Regions from separate parts of the Mus musculus genome. Here regions 1, 3 and 4 are each linked to region 2. The links are chromatin contacts, called in public promoter capture Hi-C maps. All regions are on one chromosome and are shown on one strand. The core of a region is the stretch at or near the end of the contact, and the rest is flanking DNA. Distances in the headings are between cores, read along the strand shown. Region 1 holds the start of Ppp1ca (protein phosphatase 1 catalytic subunit alpha). Region 2 holds the start of Rnaseh2c (ribonuclease H2, subunit C). Region 3 holds the start of Rps6kb2 (ribosomal protein S6 kinase, polypeptide 2). Region 4 holds the start of Pcx (pyruvate carboxylase).

Evidence for each region. Promoter capture Hi-C pulls out the DNA fragments that hold promoters and counts their contacts.
Region 1: a promoter capture Hi-C map of liver shows a contact between it and region 2, with 6 times the contacts expected there. A contact is called at or near these places in 2 of 39 promoter capture datasets (both in liver) and 1 of 9 other capture datasets (adipose tissue).
Region 3: a promoter capture Hi-C map of liver shows a contact between it and region 2, with 4 times the contacts expected there. A contact is called at or near these places in 1 of 39 promoter capture datasets (liver) and 1 of 130 datasets of targeted methods (pancreatic cancer cells).
Region 4: a promoter capture Hi-C map of liver shows a contact between it and region 2, with 3 times the contacts expected there. A contact is called at or near these places in 1 of 39 promoter capture datasets (liver) and 1 of 130 datasets of targeted methods (large pre-B cells).

The regions. Positions count from the first base shown.
Region 1 is chr19:4,190,849-4,194,572 of GRCm38.p6, reverse strand. It overlaps Ppp1ca (protein phosphatase 1 catalytic subunit alpha), which reads right to left and starts at 2,399. Exons shown (of 7, transcript NM_031868.2): 1 at 2,302-2,399; 2 at 1,697-1,828; 3 at 1,321-1,551; 4 at 702-806; 5 at 1-106. The coding sequence starts at 2,356. Tbc1d10c (TBC1 domain family, member 10c) reads left to right here and starts at 3,526. Exons shown (of 10, transcript NM_178650.3): 1 at 3,526-3,554.
Region 2 is chr19:5,599,622-5,603,407 of GRCm38.p6, reverse strand. Rnaseh2c (ribonuclease H2, subunit C) reads right to left here and starts at 1,535. Exons shown (of 4, transcript NM_026616.2): 1 at 1,328-1,535; 2 at 1,034-1,215; 3 at 839-958; 4 at 449-584. The coding sequence starts at 1,499. The coding sequence ends at 558. It overlaps Kat5 (K(lysine) acetyltransferase 5), which reads left to right. Exons shown (of 14, transcript NM_178637.2): 14 at 1-394.
Region 3 is chr19:4,161,427-4,164,815 of GRCm38.p6, reverse strand. It overlaps Rps6kb2 (ribosomal protein S6 kinase, polypeptide 2), which reads left to right and starts at 1,433. Exons shown (of 15, transcript NM_021485.3): 1 at 1,433-1,648; 2 at 1,954-1,994; 3 at 2,093-2,213; 4 at 2,488-2,556. The coding sequence starts at 1,571. Carns1 (carnosine synthase 1) reads left to right here. Exons shown (of 10, transcript NM_134148.2): 10 at 1-492.
Region 4 is chr19:4,592,310-4,595,964 of GRCm38.p6, reverse strand. It overlaps Pcx (pyruvate carboxylase), which reads right to left and starts at 1,646. Exons shown (of 20, transcript NM_008797.3): 1 at 1,523-1,646.

The DNA.
Region 1 (3,724 bases), core at 1,150-3,649, 1.4 Mb after region 2:
TCAGGGTCAGACCACAGGAGATCACACAGTAGGCCCTGGTCAGGCACGTCTGTGGGCCGCATAATACGCCTAATCTGCTCCATGGATTGCAAGTCTGGAGACAGGCCTGGGGGTGGTGGAGTGGGAATAGTGTTCCTTAAACCAAGTGCTGTCCTGTGCCCAGCTCTGGGGTGGGACAGCTCCACTGTTCCCACCGCTAATCTGGGCTCCTTAAGTTCAGGGAGACAGAATCCATTACTTCCCCACTGGCCCCATTTCTCTGTGGCCTTGGCTGTCCTGGAACTCACTTTATATGACACCACCACTTAGAAGTACAGATAGCAGACCTCGGGGGTGGGGGGGCAGAAGGAGATTAATGAGTTGACTACAGGATGCCTCATGCCACAACAGGAAAGAGTGCAACCAAACTGGTGGGTGGAGCATGCCTTTAATCCCATCACTTGGGAGTCAGAGATAGGCAGGAGCTCTAGTGAGTTCAAGGCCAACCAGGTCTACAAAGTGAGTTCCAGGACTGTCAGGGTTTTACCCAGAAAGCCAGTCTCAAAAACAAACGGGGGTGTGGTAATCTCCCCTAATAAGCGATATCCAAGATGAGATTCAAGGAGCGCTATTCCAGGGAACTGAGAAGAGTTCTGTTAACTTTACAAGGCCCCTAAGGATGTGGCCCAAGAACCCAAGCACAGACCCACAACCACTCTCACCCCCGTGGCAGCAGAAGATCTTCTCATCCACAATGGCTGCAATGGGCAGGCAGTTGAAGCAGTCAGTGAACGTCTTCCACAGTTTGATGTTGTATCTTCTCTTGCCTGCGCAAAAGGAAGCGGCTCATAGGGAAGACTACACCCCCAACCCCCAACCCCAGTCTAGGTTTCTGTGCACCCATCCAGGGACAAAGCTGAGAAAAAAAGACCGAAAAGCAAAGAAAGCTTACATTCTTCTCTTTGCTCTACCCTCATCTACCTTCCAGAATTCCAACACCTGAACTCGTCTGGCCCAACCATGATGGTGGTACCCACTCTGGTCCCATGGATGAGGCCAAACCAGGAGTGGGTCTGTTTTATTCATACAGGCATCCTAAATGTTTACTAAGGAATGTACTAGAAGGGGGTGTCATCAGGCAGGGCTGTGGCTTTAGCAAATGGGCAGCCCTGCATGTACATCCATTCACCAGGCCCCTCCTGAGCGCCAAGGACGACAGACGTGTTGCTGGGGCCCTACAGGGCTCATCATTGGGGGTCTTTTGGCACTAGACCAATGTAGGGGGCCCATGAAGAGCAGGGAATGTAGTTCTGGGCAGACAGCAACATTCAAAGCACTTACATTCATCATAGAAGCCATAAATGCGGTTGATGCTGGCACACTCATGGTTCCCACGAAGTAGAAAGAAATTCTCCGGGTATCTGATCTTATAGGCCAGCAACAGGCAGATGGTCTCCAAAGACTGCTTGCCCCGATCTACATAATCCCCCAAGAAGAGGTAGTTGCTCTCTGGAGGGAAGCCACCATACTCAAACAGCCGTAGAAGGTCATAGTACTGGCCATGGATGTCACCTGGGAACCAGAGAAAACTAGGTAGGTGCAAGATGTAAACTTGACCCCAGGGCCAGCAATAGGTTAAAGGGTGGAGGAACACGGTTAATGGGGCACGAGTAGGGGCTATTTTCAGGAAGCAAAAGGGTTCTGTGCAAGGATTTACCACAGATCTTGAGGGGCGCCTCAAGCTCCAGAAGAATGGGCTGGCTCAGGAAAATCTCCCGGGATTTGAGGCACAGACCACGGATCTCGTTCTCTGTCAGCTGCACGTTCTTCCCAGGCCGTGAGCCCTGCACTGAGTACGGAATAGGGTCTTGGGACCCTGACCTCGCAGACCGGACGAGGGTAGGTGTCGCGCCCCCCTAACAGGGGCAACTGTTGCAAGTGAGCCCCCACCCCCTCACCCCGAAACCTTTGCGTCAGGCCTTCAAAGGCAAGATCCGACCCCTTAGCCACCCGGAGGGCCTCCAGAGAAACGCCTGTGCTCAGCAGCCTGTCAGCCGAAGCTTCCTCGCTTCGGGATCCCTTCCCAGCTAGCTTCGCAGGAGCCTCACCCTGAGTCCCGGGCACTCGTGCACCCCCGGCCTCTGAGCGCGCTCCAAAGCCCAGGCGCCCGCGGGGGGGGGGGGTGCCGTGGCCATGGATCCTCACGGCCTGTCCCCGCCCAAGCGACGCTAGCCCCCGGGAGCGGCGGGCCGCCCGCGCGCCACTTCCAGACGGCGAGGGGCCCGGGCTCGGCGCGAGCGCACCTTCCCTACCCCTGCCCACCTTCCAGCAGGCGCCCGATGATGGAGTCCAGGTTGAGCTTCTCGCTGTCGGACATGGCGGCGCCGCCGCTCCGGCCCACCAGCTCCGGGCCCTCTCCTGCCTCCCGCCCTCTTACAGCCTCCTTCCGGCCTGGCTCTCCTTCCGCCCTCCCCAGCCCGCCCCCGGCCCGCCGCCCCTCCTCTTCGGTCGACCGCCCCGCCCCGCCCTGCCGCGTCCGTAGTTCCCCGCTCTCTAGCGCCTCCCCTGGACGGGAAGCTCCGCAGCCCGAGAGGGCCTCGGGCGAGCGGGCGGGGCTGGCAGGGGTGGTGAGCCGGGGTTCGGTAGGGCGGGGTTAGGTCGGCTCCACCCTGGAGGAATCGCCCTGCCGCGTTCAGATGAGTTAGGGCCGGAAGTACTGTAGGAATTGTTTTTCTCTTTCCAAGTCTCTCCCACCCCAGCCCTGCGTGGGACTGTGGTATGAGCATGTTAATCGCTGACTTCTCAAACACTAAATAAATTCCTCGAAGTGCAGAAAAAGAAACTAAGGCTTAATGATACTGAGAGTGGGCTCCAGACCTCCGGAGCCTCACATTCACCTCCATCTTTATGGCCAGACCCATGAACACCTGCTACTGAACTCTAAGCAGTGTTTTGGTCCAGGTTGCCTTGGTGCCTGCTACGTCCATTTTTTTTCCATAAGTGATGTAATACGTTGTATCTCGTTCATGTTGTAAGTCCTTTGTAGAGTACTTGGACTTGTCTAGCATGTGCAAGGCCTGAGGTTCCAGCTCCGGCTCTGGAAGGAACATTAAAGTAGGCTTGGTGTCGTAAACCTATAATTCCAGTGCCTGAAATTCCTGCACTCAGGAGTCTGGACACAGGAGGATCAGAAGTTCAGGGTCATCTCCTGTCTGGGCTACATAAGACCCTGTTCTCACACTACCCCTTCACTCTCAAAACAAAACAAAACAAAAAACCCGGGGCAGGGGGTTGGAGGGGTGGGATGACATTAAAGGATAATTATTATTGGAACCATAAATTGGTTTTACTTGGTAAAACTGAAGGTGGCCTGTCATCTTCAATTTGGGCCAGCCAGGGAATCAATACACCCAGCATCCTCTGGATGGGAGGAGGTCGTGGCTCTGGCACTAGGGCAAGCAGGAAGAACCTCACAGAGGAAGGGGGGAGTCCCCCCACCAGGGAGGGGCCCCCAGCAAGCTGCTGAGCTGAGACTGAGGAGGAAGTGAGAAGAAGAGGTGAGGTGCAGCAAGGAGGTGAGCCGGGCTGCTGGGGTAGGGGCCAGGCTTGGGGCTGGGGCTCTGCACAGAGACTTGGTCTCAGGGTCTACCCGACTCCCCAGCAAAAGAGGGGGCTTAGTCCCCTGTGACTGAGGACTGGTGGCTGGAATCCCCAGCCTGAGTCTGGCTGTTCACACTGGCTCTCT
Region 2 (3,786 bases), core at 286-2,785:
CCATTGCCATACCACGAGAGCTGGCCGAACCATGGCTAGCACCCTGTCTTGTCCCATTTGAGCTTCGAAGAGGCACGCAAAGTGAGACAGGCCGAAGAACAGACCCAAGAGGAGAAGAGGCCTAGGAGGGGCCCACTAGTGGCCAGTGCCAAGGCAAGCTCAGGTCTAGGCCAACTCCGAGGATAACTGGCTTACTGGCCCAGGTCCGCTCTGAACACGTGGACCAAAGGGATCCAGGCAGCTGTGTACATTAAGATGGGTGGGGAGCATTCTGTACAGGACCGGTGATTGTAAAAATTTCTTTTATAAAGGAGGAGCTGGAGGGTGGGGTGGGCGCTGGTTGCAAAGTTCTGGCCCCTCTTGCCCCCAGAAATAAATTGTTTATATAGGCAGAGCTATCAGGAGTTCTTACCAAACTGGGTGCCATGTAATGGCAGCTTCAGGGTGCTAAGGTGCCCACAGACTCAGGCATTGTGAAGATCTCATTTATTGGGATAGAAACAGTCGCTCCAAGTGGTGAGAAGGGATCTGTGACTGTCATTCTCATGATCTGGTTCTCAGTCCTCAGGGACCTGGGCGTGAATCTGCAACAGGAGTCACTTCTACTTTGTGACTTATAATACACAGCAGTTGGGTGGGGACCCAGCTGCTCAGGGTGATAGCCTCGTCTAAGAGAAAAGTGGGGAATGCCCCCCACCACTGGGAGTTTGGGCCTCCGGAGCCATGATCCCCGTGGTGTTTATTGCCCTAAAGCCCCCAAATCACTAGAGACACTATTCAAATCGGATAGAAGGACTGACCAAGTCTGAGGAGGAAAAGGGCTCCTGAGTATACGTACCGCTGCTGCGAGGCTGGGCCAACCTAGGGCCCTATGCACTTTGGCATCTGGACCCGGGACCGTTTCCAGACCCCACAAGGTGAAATGGCTGAAGCTGCCGGTGGCCCCGATAAGGCGGTCCTGGAAAAGGCCGGGTTGAGACTCGGGACAGCAGCTACTGCCCTCACCCCAAACCTACCATCTCCCTTTGCTCACGAAGTCCCGCTCCAGCGGCTCCTGCGCCTCGTCCGCTTTGTCCTCCGCGTCCCCGGAGAAGTTCAGTTTCCCTATCAACCCCTCTCCCTTCTCCTCCGTCACCATCACGAATCCCGCAAACCCTGGCGGCACAGCTACCTCCTCGCCCCGCAGGCCGCGACCGCGAAACGACGCCTGTAGCCCTGCAGGAGGGACATGCAAAGCCATCAGGCCAGCCTGGCCACGGGAGGATGTACGGGTGGCGTCTGCCGCGGGCCACGAAGCCCGAGAGCCGCGGGGCCTGCTCGGACTCACCGTCTGCATCGTGGCGGACGGCGGGCGTGAAGAAGCGATCTACCGGGGCCGGCCGGCTGACTAGAACGTCGCAGGGCAGGAGGTGCAGCTTAGCCGGTGCGGCACCACGCAGCGAGCCAGGGCGCAGGTGAATACGCTGTTTCCCGTCTGCCGCTTCCTCCGGGTTCTTCATCTCAGAAGCTTGTAAGGTTCAGGCAAAAGCTGGCGGGTGAGGAACGCAGGGCCTGTCGGGAGACCGAGCACACTAGATGCAGAGCCTTATGGGAAACGTAGTCTTTTCTCTGGCTGTTCTCTGTAAGCACCTGCCTTCCTGTGCTCAAGTCTTTATGTGTGATCTCATTCTTGTGCCTCCACTTCCCAGTGCTGGGGTTTAGCTTGCGCCACCGTGCCCACCCAGCCCTAATATTTTTATGGTTTTTGTCGTTTGAAAGCAAGCAAACAACAACAAAAAACTGAACGGATTCCTAGAAGAGTCCTATTTAAATAGGTTGTCTGACAAACTATTTTTGGTGGTGATGAGGATTGGACTCAGGGCCTTGGACATATTAAGCACGTGCTCTAGGACTACCATCCTGTAGGGAAAAAAGGCCAAAGAAAGAACACCCGACCCCTGACTTGACTCTAAAACCAGTGTAAATGTTACAGCTCTGAGGAGAAAGGTATCCTGGCAGTTGGGAGCCAAAAATACTACGAAATCACATCCTACAACAAACCTCACATAAGAGAGTTATTGGAAAAGAGACAGGAGGGAAGGCGGCTGTCTCTGCTCAGAAGCAGCAAAGAACGGAGCAGGAGGGTTTTGGAGATGGGGCAGAACTATCCAGAGTGCTCTGAGAATGGAAGGATTTTGCAACCTGATGTTGGGGCAGCTCAGGGACTGATGCAATCTGTGGCTTCATCTTGGGTGGGTTTTGTTGTTTTGTTTTTTCTTTTCTTTGTTTGTTCGTTTGTTTGAGATAGGGTTTCTCTGTGTAGCCCTGGTTGTCCTGGAACTCACTCTGTAGACCTGGCTGGCCTTGAACTCAGAAATCCGCCTGCCTCTGCCTCTCCTGTGCTGGGATCAAAGGCCTGCGCCACTATGCCTGGCTTGTTTTGTTTTGTTTTGTTTTGTTTTGTTTTGTTTTGTTTTTTCCTTAAGGCAGGGCCTGGTTAATTTCCAGTGGGGCTGGACATAATGATTAGAGAAGTCTTGAGGGCAGGGCCTGGCTGCTCAAACCTCAAGGGAAACACACTGCCCCTGGCCTGTCTCCATGCCTTAAGACTTGGAGATTCCAGCAAATAATATTTCACTGTTGGTCTCCAAGTAATCCTTCCAGCTGCGCTGTATTTCCCACCAGCTCACACTGCACATGCCCCACCAGCTCACACTGCACATGCCCCACCAGCTCACTGCACATGCCCCACCAGCTCACTGCACATGCCCCACCAGCTCACTGCACATGTCCTACCAGCTCACACTGCACATGTCCTACCAGCTCACTGCATATGCCCCACCAGCTCACTGCACATGCCCCACCAGCTCACGCTGCACATGTCCCACCAGCTCACTGCACATGTCCCACCAGCTCACACTGCACATGCCCCACCAGCTCATTGCACATGCCCCACCAGCTCACTGCACATGCCCCACCAGCTCACACTGCACATATTGTACCTCCTTACACCCATTGTCAAGCCATCTCATACGTTCCAGTGGGCTTTCCCAGCCTGAACCACTAATCAATAGCCCGAATAATAGCTCTTAGCTGTACCTTTCAACTATCAAAGGGACTCAGCTGCTCTGACAAGCGTGTGGTCTAACTGAAGCTGCTGATTTGACTCTGCTAAGATGTGTATGGATCTTTTCTGCGGAATTCTGCCACCAACCATGTACAGACCTTAAAATTTGTTTTGTTTTTTGTTGTTTTTGTTTTTGAGCCAGGGTTTTTCTGTGTAGCCCTGGCTGTCCTGAAACTTGCCCTATAGACCAGGCTGGGTTTGAACTCAGGAAATCCACTGGCCTCTGCCTCCCAAGTGCTAGAATTAAAGACATGTACCACCATGTCCAGCTGCCACCCATCATATTTGGTTCCAAACTCAAGAGTCCACCTCTTCAACTGCTTCTTCCCTTCGCCTGCTCTAACCAAAGTGTCCATTCTCTGGCTCCCGGAGCATGCTATGCCCTCCAAGGTGTCCACTACATGGGCATCTCCCTGCTGCATCCTCCAGGGCTCCATCATGTGGGCAGTTTTCTAGTTATTAAGCCCTGCCCTCCTTTTCCTCTATTGGACCCCACTTCCCATTTCCTTGCTTTCTCCTCCAGGGGCTGCTTGCAAAGTACCAAAGCTTCCTTGGGGGCCTCTGACCTTGTCCCCCTGCCTCTCACAGCTTCTCTGTGCCCCCCTGGGCTTCTCTCTTGTCTCAGCTCCCACTTGGCATGCTCAATTTTCAAATTCTCTCCTATTGTAACACCTTCTGCC
Region 3 (3,389 bases), core at 184-2,683, 1.4 Mb after region 2:
TGTGTCTGTTGGCCTGAGCAGTAGAAGCAAATGTCTGTGCTCAGCACTAGGAGTAAACATTTCCCTTCATGCTTTCAGGCAGACCCTAGTGCCCCTATGTTACAGATGAGGAAGCAGGCTCAGAGAGAGAAAAAAAAAAAAAGACTGCCTCCAAGTTCCTATTATAGTGGATGTAGACAGAATGCCAAGGCCAACCTTCTCTGTTTACTGTTTTAAACGCTCAGTTAGCCTCCAGGTCCTCTCTCCTTTCTATCTTCATTTATAGGCAGCACTCAGACTCCTAAACACCTGCCTCCCATACACCACACACGATCTCTACCAGCTTTGTTGCTTTGGCCTCTGGCATTCCTAGCTAGCTTGGCCCTGGGACTTCTGTGTACACCTTTCCTCATTTTAGGGAGCTAGCTACTCTGAAAACACCTGTCTTTGCTCAGGAGCCGAGGACAGCTCCTGAAACCTGCCTACCTAAATAAAGACTTGTTAACTAGTGAAGTATCCGGAGTCCAGTGTTTTAGCTAGTGCTCCCCTCCCAGGTTCAGTAGGTGGGGAGCTGGGAAGTGGGAGGGAGAGGTAGAAAGCACCCCATTGGCTGGGCCCCAGGGTTGACCTTTGCTACGGGCTTACCTTATATCTACATGTATGTTTGAGATTTTTTTTTCTTGAATTATAATCCTAAATCATATTCAGGCAGTAATCCCTCTGCAGACCTGGATACCCCTAAATTTTGTTCATCTGAGTTCATATCCTATACCTCAGTGGGCATCCCGTGTGCAATGGAAAAGCTATCCAGACAGACTCCAATAGAAATGGACAGGCTTCGTTTGGGATCGAACCCCAGCAGTCACTTGCCATTTGTATGGCAAGTGATTTTACCCGCTGAACCATCTCGCCAGTTCTCATCCATCCTTTCAACTATATTCTATTAAAATATCTATTCTGAACTAGGCAGCTCAAATACTCGGTATGCATACATTAGCAAAAGTCCATATTTAGGTGTGTTGAGCCCTTCAGAAAGGGAGCCTTGAAACAAAGCCCAGGCAGTCGCCCAGAAAATGTCAGACCTGCAGGGTCTGTGAGCTTCAGGGAGGTTGTATGGAGTGTCCCTAATACAGCTTACTGTCCCCTAATACAACCGAACAGACACAAGTTTTCTTTCTGGGCAGCTCACAGCACTAAGAAGGGCTGAGGAGTTGCCACTTAAACGTTCATGCATCTGTAATTCTGCCCATTAAATCTTGAACTTGCTCCAGAGTCAAAATGGGAGCCTCTGTGCGCGCGGCTCGGGGCGAGAGCTGGCCCAGGAGAAACCGACAAGGAAGATGGTCTAGTAAAGCCTATTCTATTCATAAGGCTTGCAGGATGGGAGGTCCAGATGTCTGGAACTACGACTCCCGAGAGGCTTTCCGACAGGCGCCATCTTTTCTTCCCACTCGACTTGAGAGTGGGTGAAGCTATTGCGTCAACAGAGCGAGCGGCTGCTGTCGCGGAGAAATGACGTAGGCACAGCCCGGTGCTGTCAGTCAGAGTTCTGCCTGGTCCGGGCCAAGGGTCCCGCGGGACCGGCGGGGCCATGGCGGCCGTATTTGATTTAGACTTGGAGACCGAGGAAGGGAGCGAGGGCGAGGGCGAACCGGAGTTCAGCCCTGCGGTGAGTGTTTCTCTCCGGGCGCGACTGGACCCGGGAGCCCGGCTGGTTAACCAAAACCCTGGCGCTCCCAACTCTGAGTGGTTTGTGACCCCTACAAACCCAGATCCAGCCCCAACCCCAACCCCAGCCCCAGCCCCTGGACCCAATCTTTCCTTTTCTATCCTTGGTCTCTCCTTCCCAACCTTTCCCCATCCCTGCTCCTGTCTTCTATCCTTGGTCCTCTCCCCTGGGCCAAGCAGTTGAGCCTAGGTTGGGAGGAGGTATTCTGGCACCTCCCATGGTTCTTATTACTTGGTTTCTCACAGGACGTGTGTCCCCTTGGCGAATTAAGGGCTGCTGGCCTGGAGTGAGTGAGGGTCTTGCTTGGGGGGTGGGGGTATGGAGTAGGGGTCGGGACTTGGAGTACACTAGAGCCTTTCCCTCATTAACTTATTCTGTCTTTAGGACAGTGGGACACTATGAAGAAGTAGAGCTGACAGAGAGCAGCGTGAACCTGGGTCCTGAGCGCATCGGGCCCCACTGCTTTGAGCTACTGAGTGTACTGGGCAAGGGGGGCTATGGCAAGGTACTAACATCCCTCTCTCCCTGGCGACCTCAGCTCTAGCCTGAGACAGCATACTATCCTTCACACCCAATAGGCTTGTAAATGTACGGAGTCTCTGATGGAATTCAGAGCTGGAGACCTGGGGGAAGGAAGGGCATATCCTTTCAAAATCTGATGGAGATCTTTACTGTTCCACCCTTAAGCTGAGTTTAGACCTTTTGGTCCCTTTAGGGTGGGGCAACCTTGAAGGTGGGGTGTGGTCAGAGAAGTTAATCCTGTCTCCCCTGCCCTACAGGTGTTCCAGGTGAGAAAAGTGCAAGGCACCAACTTGGGAAAAATATATGCCATGAAGGTCTTAAGGAAGGTGAGTCACTCGCTTAGCCAGCAGAGACAGAGTAGCTGCCATCCCCATCAGCCTGTGCCAGGTCTCGGGAAGACAGCCGGAAACATGATAAAGACAGTCCTTATCTTGACACTTGCTGACTTAGCATCTATTGTCATACATACGATTTTGGAGTAATTCTTGGATGGAAGAAGCTGGCCTGCTAGGGCACATATGGCAAGCTTTGATTGTCAGGACTCATGAGGACAGGCAGTACTGTTGGCATTCTGTGAATAGAAGCCCAGGATGCAGCGCAACAGGAACCCACGACAAAGAATTGTGTGGCTCAGTGTGTCAGCAGGGTCAAGTTGAGCTGAACTTGGTAGGATACTGTGTAGTCTCAGGACTTGAATGGGTAAAGCCGGAGGATCTGAGTGGTGGTAGGCCAGCACACCAGGGGCTACATAATGATACCTTGTCTCAAAGAACACAAGAAAGTATCAAGGGTGAGAGACTGAGAGGATAAACCGGTTCCGGAAAAGTTTACTGTTTTTAAGTCACTTCCTCTCAGGAGACAAGGTCTCACTGAAGCTGGGCTGGAGACCCAGTGGTGCTTCTGTGCCCCTCCCACAGGGCACAGGCACGCACAGCCATCGTTGGCTTTTTATATTGCTACTGAAGATTTGAACTCAGATCTTTATGCTTTCATAGTTCACACTTTGAACCTCTGAGTCCAGTGCCCAGTCCTCCCATTGTCTTTGTCATGATCAGATCTTGTGGAGGGCAGACTGGAGAAGCTTCTAGAAAGGGGGCTCTTTGTGATACTGTTCCACCCTTGGTACCCCGACTCTATGGGTTGGTTACTGTCAGGATGA
Region 4 (3,655 bases), core at 397-2,896, 1.0 Mb after region 2:
CATCCTTTGAGTAAACAGGTGAGTTTGCTGCCCTGCCCCTCTCTCATCACACAGGCTCCCCATTCCCCTCTCGAGATAAGGAGTCTTCCTTGGATTGGCATCAGGTGAGTTCCTGGAAGGCTAACCCCACAGAATGTGTGTGTGTGTGTGTGTGTGTGTGTGAGAGAGAGAGAGAGAGAGAGAGAGAGAGAGAGAGAGAGAGAGAGACTTGATGTGATTCCCCATAAATGATCTTGGTGGCCCAGTGACTCCTTGGCAATCCCAATCCACAAAGAACCTGGGGCCAAGAACACTGTGAAGAGAAAGAAGCCCCTCTCAGCCCTCATATCCCTGAAAAGGGCAGCAAAAGCAGACCTGAAGGTAAGTCCTGAGAGACCAGCTACTGGAGAGCAGAAGCCAGGGCTGGCAGCAAACCTGCACAAAATTACAGGCAGAAAATGGCAAGGCCCTTTTGGATGGAGTCAGAGCAGAGGCAAGTGGGAGCAGCCACCACCACTAGAGCTGGTGGGGCCAGGAGGCCCAATGTTAGCCTGCACTATGCCTGCCTGCCTGCCTAGGCCTAGCTCTCTTTTTTTCCTAGTACTGTGGTTTGGCAGCTCTGAAGCCCAGTTTCCTCATCTGTAAATTCAGGTGCCACTTCTAGCCCAGATAGATCATTCCCGGACCAACTGAGACAGAGACCTGAAAGTACTAAATCTTGGTAATGAATGCCAGCTGTTGTCACTCTTTCTCACTGTCTTTTCTCCTCCCACATGAATGGAGGGATATAGAAGAAATATTCCCAATCTCCCCAAAGCCCTATACAGATCACACCAGCATCCCTATACATATACATATACATATACATATACATATACATATACATACACATACACATACACATACACATACACATACATATACATACATACATGTTCACACATGCATGTATATACACCAAGGTCCTCTTGCTAACTGCCCCAAGGCCCTCCATCAAAGCCTTTCTCTGTATAGAGGTAGCATGAAGTCTGCTATATACCAATCCCTCCAAGGTTTTCTGAGTAGGATATTGATATGAGTCATACCAACACATACACACAAAAAGAGACAGACACAGAGAGAGAGAGAGAGACAGACAGACAGAGAGAGACAGACAGACAGACAGACAGACTAGTCCTCTAGCACAGAGCATGCTTTCATCACATGTAAAAACCTAGCCTAGCAGTTGATTAAGATTTATAGGGCCATACCTGCTCTGGAACAATTACCTTGTACCAGCCACCAACACACATACACAGAGAGAGAGAGACAAGAGACAGAGACAGAGAGACAGAGGCACACAGAAAGAGACAGAGAAGGAGACACACACTGTCGCACACATACAGAGCGAGTGAGAGAGAGAGAGAGAGAGAGAGAGAGAGAGAGAGAGAGACTAGTCCTCTAGCAATCCCAATTGAAAGCTAGCATGCTTTCATCACATGTAAAACCCTAGCCTAGCAGTTGATTCAGATTTATAGAGCCATACCTGCTCTGGAACAATTACCTTGTACCAGCCAAGCACCTAGGTGTGCTGCACACAGAGGACGTGATAGAGGATCCACAGGCAGTAACTGCTCCACCCGAGGTCATTGGCCCCAGAATACAAAGTTCTCCAGCACTAGACTGCTGGAGGCCTGGGCTGTAGCCAAGGCTGAAATCAGGGGAAGGGGCGCCGCCTCCTGAGGCCATCATGGGCCACTGGCTGCCTAGGAGGGCCGGGCCAGAGAGGCGGGGCAGTGGGTCATGCAGAAAGTAGATGAGCAGTGGCCTAGAGCCTGTTCCCTGGGCCCTCAGGAATACACAGAATTACAAGACAATACCTGCTAGAAAGCAGCTGCAGACTTTTGTGGTGGATTTTGGACATACTGCCACTTGAAGTTCAAGGCATAAAAATGTCACTCAGAAAGTAGAATGGTACCTAGACAGGCTGCTTGGTAGGGACTGTGCCAGGCATGATGGAGGGCAAGGGTCACATTAGCCTGAAGGCTGGTTCACTACTACAGTCACAGGAGGCCTGTGCTGCAACCAGCCTCTCCCCTAATTCAATGCACTGCCAGACACAAGACAAGGCCGTCACAGACAAGAGAACATACCACCTTGTTCCTAAGCATCTCCATAGCTGATCTAGCCTTTCCCTCACTGAATGAATCCCACTGCCCTCACAGGCCTACACTCAGGAACTTTTAAAATCATGATCAGCCAGAGAGATCCAGCCGCAGGACAGCTGTGGACCCACTGGGTCCCCTTAGGGCCCCACAGATGTTGTGACAGCCAACGGAGTGTTGAGTTCCAGGGTCTGAGATAACTCCAGTGATAAGGTTGACCAAGTTGCACCTGAGTCTCAGCAAATTCTCAAAGCTGAAGGGACAGAACCGTCTGCACAGCTCAGGGGGTATCATAGAGCTTGGGGGCCAGGTGAGAGAGCTCAGGGGTATCATAGAGCCTGGGGGTCAGGTGAGAGAGCTCAGGGGTATCATAGAGCCTGGGGGTCAGGTGAGAGAGCTCAGGGGTATCATAGAGCCTGGGGGTCAGGTGAGAGAGCTCAGGGGTATCATAGAGCTTGGGGGCCAGGTGAGAGAGCTCAGGGGTATCATAGAGCCTGGGGGTCAGGTGAGAGAGCTCAGGGGTATCATAGAGCCTGGGGGTCAGGTGAGAGAGCTCAGGGGTATCATAGAGCTTGGGGGCCAGGTGAGAGAGCTCAGGGGTATCATAGAGCTTGGGGGTCAGGTGAGAGAGCTCAGGGGTATCATAGAGCCTGGGGGTCAGGTGAGAGAGCTCAGGGGTATCATAGAGCCTGGGGGTCAGGTGAGAGAGAAGCAGAGCACCTAGGGTGGTAGGAAGACCTTGGGTGGGCACTGAATAGTGTGGTACCCTCCAAGCCCCCCAGAATTCCTCGTTTGGGTACTAAAGGGGACCCAACCTGTCCTGGCATCCTAATCTAATGTGACCATCCTCTTTCCTCACAACAGTGCCTCTTGGGAAGGTGTTTCCAATTACAGCCCTTCAGGCTGGCACTATTCCAGATGTCTCCTGTCATCCTCATCCCAAAAGATAGCATGGCTAGAGAGAGTAGTGGGAATGGGGGGCAGGCTTTCACTTAGACCACACAGTACCCTATTAGGGGAGTACTTGGTTGGATGGTTACCATGAAGTCCTCGTAGTTGACAATGGTTCAGACTCCAATTTAAATCCTCTGAGGGAAAGCCCTCCTACTTGGTGACATCAATAGTGGAGACCTGAAGTTTGCATTAAGCCTGAAGCTTCCAGAAAGTTCCTTTCCTTCTACATGGGAAAAGCACTCTGATTCTGCAGGCACAGCAACTGGTCCAGAGCACATGCCTCAGGGGATACCATACTGTCTTCCTTGGAGTGACACACAAGTAGAACTCCTTTCCTGCCCACAGAGATGGGGGAGATGGCAAAAGAACAAGCAACCCACTGTTCCCCAAGATCCTTCATCCCATGTTCCTCTTCAGAACACCAGCAACCTGAAGAGGCCTGTTTGCTATTTTCTGCAAATGCTGGCTAACAGATCTCATTCTTGTCTCGGGTTGTGCATTAAAAACAGGGAAATTCCAGGAGCTTGAAAGAACCCAGATGTCCTTCAACAGAGGAATGGATACAGAAAATGTGGTAC